Regions from separate parts of the Sus scrofa genome. Here region 1 is linked to region 2. The links are chromatin contacts, called in public Hi-C maps. All regions are on one chromosome and are shown on one strand. The core of a region is the stretch at or near the end of the contact, and the rest is flanking DNA. Distances in the headings are between cores, read along the strand shown. Region 1 overlaps NUP153 (nuclear pore complex protein Nup153). Region 2 has its middle 50 kb from the start of STMND1.

The links. A called contact is a pair of places that touch in the nucleus more often than the background predicts.
Region 1: a contact with region 2 is called in a Hi-C map of skeletal muscle, with 5 times the contacts expected there. The contact joins two enhancer-like sites. A contact is called at or near these places in 1 of 47 Hi-C or Micro-C datasets (skeletal muscle) and 1 of 2 datasets of contacts at active chromatin or transcription factors (skeletal muscle).

What each region holds. Positions count from the first base shown.
Region 1 is chr7:13,449,067-13,453,589 of Sscrofa11.1, reverse strand. It overlaps NUP153 (nuclear pore complex protein Nup153), which reads left to right. Exons shown (of 22, transcript XM_001926651.6): 2 at 2,512-2,737. Among named protein-coding and RNA genes, the nearest start is that of NUP153, 15 kb to the left of the region's middle. Within about 2 kb of position 2,974, at least 3 of the 83 cell types and tissues checked have an H3K27ac peak or open chromatin away from gene starts, as enhancers often do. A contact at or near this core is called in skeletal muscle, where this site is marked.
Region 2 is chr7:13,060,394-13,064,732 of Sscrofa11.1, reverse strand. No RefSeq gene overlaps it. Among named protein-coding and RNA genes, the nearest start is that of STMND1, 50 kb to the right of the region's middle. Within about 2 kb of position 1,357, at least 6 of the 83 cell types and tissues checked have an H3K27ac peak or open chromatin away from gene starts, as enhancers often do. A contact at or near this core is called in skeletal muscle, where this site is marked.

The sequences.
Region 1 (4,523 bases), core at 1,725-4,224, 390 kb before region 2:
CGGGGCCAGAAATCAAACCCACACCCTCATGGATACTAGTTGGGTTCTTTACTGCTGAGCCACAAAGGAGACTGTTCATTTTTTACATAATTCTCCACAATACCTAACGGCCATCATATAAGTGACCTTTGGTTGAATATGGTGTTAAGTTGTTTTGTACTTGCCTCCTTAGGTGAGTAGGGATCACGGAATGTCTGATATTTTTAGTAGCTAAACACCTTAAGGGAAGTCAACAAAAGATATATTTTGTACTAAATTTTTGCTTTAGTGCTCTAGCTATCTTATCACTTCTTATCAAGCATGTCCTACTTTTTTGCTTCAGCTATGTCTTGAGATCACCTTCAAGTATTTTGGGCTATGGGGAGGAGTACATAAATATTTAAGTATAAATAACAAAAAATATGATGTTTTTATAAATATTAAATCCTGGAGTAGGTATATAATCTTTCTTTCAAAAAGAACTAATACTATGTAATAGTATAAAAAAAGGCAACATATGTATTTGTGTTTTTCAGTAATGAGTATTCTAGTTGGCTTCATGTGTTGCTAGAGAACTTACAATGTTAGATCTGTTCAAAATTTCTGTTTGGAGGAAAAATAATTACTTATTTCCCAGTTGTTACCTACATCTTTTCAAGCAGTAAGGAAAATACTATTCAAGTCCCAGTATCAGAGGTGTCTTCCATCATTTCTGTTGAGAGGATTTTTCAAGGCCTCTTTGTTTTGGGTTTGCTTTCAGGGTAGATTTATGTATTCTGGTAATGATTGTTTTTTTTTTTTGGTACCTGTCAATTCATTTTTTTTCCCTCTTCTGTGACTTTGTCTGAAATCCTGCTAATGGTAGTCTGTGAAGGAAATCATTGCCTAAAACTGGTTACTGGTTATCTCACCCCAAGTTGTTTCTGCTAGCTTTTTTTTTTTCTCATTAGTGAAATTACCAATATACGTTTCTGTTATATTTTGTCAATTGTGAAGTGCTTTCATATTATTTCATTTGATCTTTGTTATAATTCTATCAGGGAATAGTAGCAGGGTTATCCTGCTCCTATTTAGAATAACTACTACTGAATATTCACCTGTTCAGTAGTAAGTGGTGTTCTTATTTTACCTAGAATAAATCAAGAGTACAGGGAGATACTCATGTTTCCCCCAGGTCCTGTCAGTCCCAGAGTCCATGCTTTTACTGTTTGCTAGATAGACCACAGCATTTGGGTTTGTACCTTGGGTGACTTACACTTCATTGTCTCTCTTCATCTATAAAGTGGCACTATTAAAGCCAATTTCATAAAATTATTGTGAGGATTAAATTGAATATGTATAAACTGCTGACAACAGTGTCTGACATGTAGCAAAGCTGTGATTAATGTTAATAATATTGATAGTTGTTATGCCACACCTTTTCTGCCTTTAAACTGTAATAAAATTCTTGGTTTTTCAGGCAACATTTGGTATAATGCAGTTTTAACCATCAAAAAAATCTTAGTTTGTGTCTTAAGGTTATTATGTTCGATTAGTTGTCTTATTGCCTGTCTTTTAAAAAAATTCTCATTTTTATTTGTCTGAATCGTCATTCTTGGAATTCCCATCGTGGCTCAGCAGTTAATGAACCCGACTAGCATCCGTGAGGACACAGGTTTGATCCCTGGCCTGGCTCAGTAGGTTAAGGATCTGGCGTTGCCGTGAGCTGTGGTGTAGGTCTCAGACTCGGCTCAGATCTTGCGTTGCTGTGACTGTGGTGTAGGCCGGTGGCTATAGCTCCAATTGGACCTCTGGCTTGGGAATCTCCGTATGCCGCAAGTGCGGCCCTAAAAAGACAAAAAAACAAAAACAAAAAACTTTATTCTTAAAGACTATACAGTAAAGTAATTCCTTATGGAAACTGTTGAAAGTATTGCTTATATTGCTTCTCTTAATGTGCTGGGATCAAGATGGATGCCTTTCGTTTGGGATTATAACATTTTAGTGCATATTTTATTACTAAATCTAAAATTTGTTGCTTTTTGATGGCCTATTGGAGTTTTTTTTTGTTTGTTTGGTTCCCAGGCTAGGGGTCGAATCGGAGCTGTAGCCACCGGCCTACGCCAGAGCCACAGCAACGCAGGATCTGAGCCGTGTCTGCAACCTACACCACAGCTCACGGCAATGCCGGATCCTTAACCCACTGAGCAAGGGCAGGGACTGAACCCGCAACCTCATGGTTCCTAGTCGGATTCGTTAACCACTGCGTCACGATGGGAACTCCTGGAGTTTTTTTTTTAAAGATTAGAATAATCTTGTGGCCACTTGGGGCAGTTACTGACTCATGGACATATGCATATGCATATGGAAGAAAGAAAAAGGTAGGAATTTCATGTCTATAGAATTTGTAAAATACATTAACTTAGCATTAACTCAAGTAACTGAATTTTAGAAAACATTGTTGGAGACATGCTTGGTATGGCCTTCTGTAAATAGGTACTTATTTAAAAGAGAAATTCCTAAAACTGCCTTACATGTTTTTCCCCTCAACAGGGCATTCTTAGCAGGGTTACAGAATCTGTTAAGAATATTGTGCCAGGATGGCTACAGAGATACTTCAACAAGAATGAAGATGTGTGTAGCTGCTCAACAGACACAAGAGAGGTGCCACAGTGGCCGGAAAACAGGGAAGATGACCATACGATGTATGCAGATGAGGAGGGCGCCAGTGTTCATGATGGGAGGATCACTCCTGAACCAACAGTCAGTAATACAGAAGGTAAGTAGGATGTGGATATTTTGTTATGAATGATAGGCTTTCATGCCTTAATTTAAAATATTTTTATAGTCCTTGGCTGTGGTAAATCTAATCGTATAGTACAGAAACCATGTTGGAGGAGATTGATAATCACCTTCAAATTAGTTGTTTACTAAATAGTAATTTTACCAGTGTAACTTTTATATAAATAGTAACTAGAGCTGGAGAGTAGTATGCATTCTTCAAATAGCACAGGGCACTAAGAACAGTTAGGGAACCTCTGGCTCATTTCAGATCTTGTCTGCAGCTTTTTGCTTATATGTACCGCCTTGCATTGACTGTCTTAATGATGGTGAGCCATTATTTCTTCTGCTAGGTTAGTGGAATGGATCAGTGAGGAGAACCTCAAATCATGTACGTGTTAAATTTTTGTTGATTCAGTGAGAGTTCAGGCCTCTGAGGGCCCCTCAATGGCATATCTAGCTGGCTAGCTAGCAGTACATTGAAGTTGTAGACTGCACTGGCCGATTGATAGCATGTGATCGTAGGAATACTTTCAGCACACTGCGTATTTATGGCTGATGTGACTCTATAGATGACATGGCCTCATTTAGTCTTACTATTCCCAAATGTGTTCTCTATTGGACCTGGTTTGGAGAGTAAGAAAGCTCTGTAAATATAAAAAACTGGCATTGTGTTAGTAGCGTACCATCCAGTAGAAGTATATTATACTAGCTTTCTTTTTTCTGTAGAGCTTCTGTATATATTAGATATATAGCAGGTGTCTGCCAATAGCTAGAATATCATCCTATCACTTTTGTTTTTGGTCTTTTCTAGGGCCGCACCCGTAGCACATGAGGTTCCCATGCTAGGGGTCTAATCGGAGCTGTTGCTGCTGGCCTATGCCAGAGCCATGGCAACGCAGGATCCAAGCCGCATCTGCCACCTACACCACAGCGCATGGCAACGCCAGATCCTTAACCCACTGAGTGAGGTCTGGGATTGAACCAGCAACCTCATGGTTCCTAGTTGGATTCGTTAACCACTGAGCCATGATGGGAACTCTGGGTTATACATTTTGAAACTCTGCTTTCACTTCTTTTGGGTGTATACCCAGAAGTAAAATTGCTGGGTCGTATGATGGTTCTAGTTTTCAGTTTTTTTGAGGGCCCACCATACTGTTTTCCCTACTGTTTGCACCATTTCACATTTCGTATCAACAGTACAAGGGTTCCAGCTGCACATCGTCACCGACATTTACTTTCTGTTTTCCTGACAGTAGCTGTCCTCATGAGTGTGAAAATATCTCATTGTGGTTTTGATTTGTATTTCTTTTAAGATTAGTGATGTTGAGCTAATGATAAGATTAGTGATGATCTTTTCATATGACGGTTGGCTATTCCGTATATTGTTTTTGGAGAAATGCCTGTTCAAGTCTTTTGCCCAGTTTTTAATCATGTTTTTTTTTGTTGTTGTTGAGTTGTGGGAGTCCTTTATATGTTCTGGATGTTAACCCCTTATTGTATATATGATTTGCAGATGTTTTCTGTCATTCTTTAAGTTGCCTTTTCTCTCTTTTGTTTTCTCTTTTGATTTTGACTTTCAGTGCACAAAGGTTTTAAAGTTAGAGTTTCGCATCTTTTTTTCTTTTGTTGCCTGTCATATTCCAAGAAATCATTGCCAAGACCATTGTCTTGAAGCTTTTCTCTGTTGTTTTTCTTAAAGTTTTGTAGTTTGGGGGCTTATGTTTAGGTCTTTAATCCATTTTGAGTTGATTTTTTTTGAGTGTAGTGGAAGATAAGTGTCC
Region 2 (4,339 bases), core at 108-2,607:
AGGGTGATCGCCCACCGGATGTGGAGCATCCGCCTGTCCTGAGGGCACAGCCACCCCCCACCCCCCGCCCGCCCCCACCATCGAGGTGAGACATCAGCACTGCTCTTTTTGAGAAAAGCTAGGGCTTAGTGGGTGTTCCGTTCTGTGTTCCCTCATCCTCCATGTTTACTTTTGTGCTCCTTCCAAGGACCGAATGTTCTCTGGGGAAGGTTTCTTAGAAGGAGGAAGCGGTGTTTGCGTAAAAGCCCCACTGCGGATCAAGGGCTCTGCTCTCCCAGGCGAGAGGCTGACCTGGGCTCTGGGAGTGACGGGAAAGAGAATCAACGGGCAATCAGAAAGAGTGCCATGGCAACACTCGGGCATGGCCACACAACATCCTCATCCAAGGGTCGGCTGTGAATGTCAAGTGCATCATGTTCGCTGAGGCAGGCTCAGAGACCGGCCAAACTCTGGGCCATGCCAGTGAAATATGACTGTCGTTTTCCCTGCTCCTTAATACCCGGTTTTCCTGAGGTGACATTTCTCGTAGTGCAAAACGGGAGCAAACCCATTTTAGCCTCTCCTGGCTCTTGATTATCAAGCTTAGTTTTCTGACAGAAGAGTCCAAGTTCGGTCCAATGGTCTATCCATATCAACAAAAATGGCAGGTCCTAAAGTTAGAGGTGGCTGAACACAGGACGCACTGTGGCATTTGGGCTGCTGGATGGTCAAGAAACCTGCCTTTTCCAGGGCAGCTGCAGGGAAGGCAGTGACCAGCTGCCTCTGGAAACTCGGATCAAGCTTCCTGAGAATTGCACAAGCCCGGTGAGCAGCCACTCCATCCTGACTTGCCTTTTGCTGAACACTGTCTATTAGTCTAGCCGAGGGCTCAACCGCCCAGGCCCAGGGCCAAGGATGGACCTATTTCTGTTGAGAAGAGTCAGAAATGCTTTCCATTTAATCCCGTCTCAGATAACATTGCAGATGACTTAACCCATAAAAATAAATTCAATTATTTGAGGTCTAATGTGTGTTTGGATCTTTATAAATAGATGATGTGGGCTATATTTCATTACTGGCTTTAATAGAAAAAGCATGGGCTGAGTGTCTGTAAGATGAAGCCTGTTTAGCCATTTTAAAGCCTATAACCATCTTGATAATTGGAGGGAGATGCCCTAGAATTCAATAACATAATAAGGTAGATATAAAAAGTTCTAAAGACAGTGTGTGGATTGATAGTATAAATACAGTTCACGCAAGCCTAACTTTGTAAGTAAAAGGTAAAACACCATTTCTGATTGTGGTATGTCCAGACTATGAATGAGTAGCCATTTCTGCCCCAGAAAAATTGAATTTCTCTAAAAGGATATATTAAGGACATGAACTGTGGCAAAGCCCAACAGCTTATGAATTTGCTCAGAGCACCACCTAGTGGACAGACGGGTATTGCTGCAGAAACTCAGGAAGCAATAGTGGAATGCGTTTAAATTTCTTGAGAAATAGGAAAATCCTTTTAAATCTCTAGTTTCTAAATAAGTTTTCTAATCACTACATATATATTTTTGCTTCAGTAAATATAGCATAGGGAACAATAACCAACCATTTCTTAGGCAAGAAATGGTTCTTCGGAATCTGTGCTTTAAAGGCCATTCTTTGGAAAGGATGCCACTAGTTGATCAAATTATAGGTTATAACTAATTAAGTGGCACATATAGGTATGTATGTGTGAGCATATATACATGTGTATACACATACACACACACACACACATATATATATATACCACTCCCTTAAACAATTTTTAGAATGTGCTTTGCTACCCCGATGGCCCAGATGTGAGCTCCCAGAGGGCAGGTGCCACTGCTTATGGGTCTTTGCAGCCTGAGTGTCCAGGGTCTTTGGATTTAAAGCAGTGGTTCTCAACCCTGGCTGTATTTCGGAATCCTCAGGGGGACTTTCAAAAACACTGATGCCAGGTGCCCCCCTAGAGACTCTGATTTAATTGGTGTTGAGAATGTGCTGGGTGTTGTGAATTTTAAAAGCTCCCCAGATGGTTCTCATGTGCCATTAGTGCTGGGAACCACTGATTTCAGGAACAAATTCTCCCAGGTGCAGAAATGGCAGCTTCGCTTCTCTGAGGCAGCAGAGGGCAGCAAGAAGGAAGGAGGTAACAAAGGCAGGTGGGGATTTGCCTGGAACCTCATGGCAGTGAACTGGTTACCTAGTGTTACCCATCGAGTTACCTAGGGTGGGAATAGTGCATTATGGACATTTTCTGGCCTGCTAGTCACAGGTAGTTGAGATGAAAGGAAGAGTTTGAGGACATTAGAAAGTTCTAGAAATAAGCCTGACTTTGGTTTGCACACTATCATGAAAAAGCACAAACAATTCACAAAAAGGGAACTAATTAATATATGGAAAATGTAGTAGTAGTAGAAGTTCAGTAGTAATAATGAGTTCAAATGAATATTTCCTCCCTATTCCAATAATGATTATCTTAATGATACTTAACAGGGAGAGAAGGAACTTGATATTCAATTGATTAAATCCGTTTGGTAAATCAACTGAGCGGCATGGAGCAAGGCTGATAAAAATGTTTACCATCTGACCACATAATTCCTCTGAGAATCTATGGAAATGGTTCACAATATTGGAAAAGCTGCACAGACAAATATATTCATCATGGATATTCCTAACAGTGCAATATCAGGTATAGTCAAAGTATTACACAACAAAAGAAAGGCTAATGAAAGATAAAGTTAGGAGTTCCCTTCATGGCCCAGCAGTTAACAAACCTGACTAGGATCCATGAGGATGCAGGTTTGATCCCTGGCCTCACTCAGTGGGTTAAGGAGCTGGTTTTTCGGTGAGCTGAGGTGTAGGTTGCGGACACAGCTCAGACCTGGCCTTGCTGTGGCTATGGTGTAGGTCAATGGCTATAGATTCAATTCGACGCCTAGCCTGGGAACTTCCATATGCCACAGGTGCAGCCCAAAAAAGCAAAAAGCAAAAAAAAAAAAAAAAAAAAGATAAAATTATATACCCAGTAAGTGGAACATTATGTGGTTGTCAGAAACAGAAATGAAAATGTTACATATAAAAATCATTATGCTCTAATGCTAAATAAATCATGACATAATGCTGTTTGCAAATCATGATTTCAATTTTTTTTTGGTCTTTTTAGGGGCGCACCCACGGCATTTGGAGGTTCCTAGGCTAGGGGGCAATCGGAGCTGTAGCTGCCGGCCTAAGCCAGAGCCACAGCAATGAGGGATCCAAGCCACCTACACCACAGCTCACAGCAATGCCAGATCCTTAACCCATTGAGTGAGACCAGGGATCAAACCCGAGTCCTCATGGATGCTAGTCAGGTTGGTTAACCACTGAGCCACGATGGAACTCCTCAACTGGGTTTTTTAAAACATCACCTGGAACACTTTCAATTCCAAAAAATTCTTCTCCAGGAAAGCTGCTATTCTGACACCCCATCCATGTGCTGCCTCTATTGATTGGCCCATGATGGTACAACTTGGGTTTTTGGGTCTTTGATCTAAACTGGCCTTGGAAATAGCTGTTGGTTCTTTTCATCAGAGCTTATTATGGGCACAGACTCATTTTAAAACTATCTTGCACCCTTCTTACAAGAGCTAGATATCAATGAAAGGAGAGCTAATCAAATCCAATGGAAGTTCTCTTTTTGTGCTAAAAAGAGGAGAAACAAGAAGCCCATTCCATTCATCTTTTAGGTGAATTTTCCCGAGGCCCCTCCCCTTCAGACTGAGATCGCTGGACTTTCTCAAAGGGGCCTGCAGACCACCTCAAAAAGCAGTCTGGGAGCAGGGTGCATCCCCAGCAGATCAGAGTCTCCAGCTTGAGCAATGACAAAAATAACCAAGTAGGACAGAGGACGGACAAGAAGGGGAATGGCTACAAAACGAAAATGGATCATCTTGCAAATCCATGTGAGATTTTTAGAATTTACATAGATATTTTTGGTGCTTCGGAGTATTATCAAACAGTTACGTGTGAGAAAGCAAAGCTGTTGCCCCTCACAAAGGCCACAATTCATTTTTCTGCTCACGAACCCTGTGCTCTTAAACTGTACCGCAAAACCTGTCCCAGACAATCCATCGCTGGTTAGTGAATACATGGAGCTAAATGCAGATTCAGTAAAGCACTATTCAGTAAAGTACTATTAAACTTATTATGAAAAGGTTAGGAACCTATTATTTAAGAAATGATTTAGTCCAAGTTATTTGTCTCATTGTGGTCTGAAGGATGAAATAGAAGTCAGGCTGGATCCTATAAGATATCTTTCTTTTTTTTTTGGGGGGGGGAGGAGTTTGTCTCTCCAAATTGA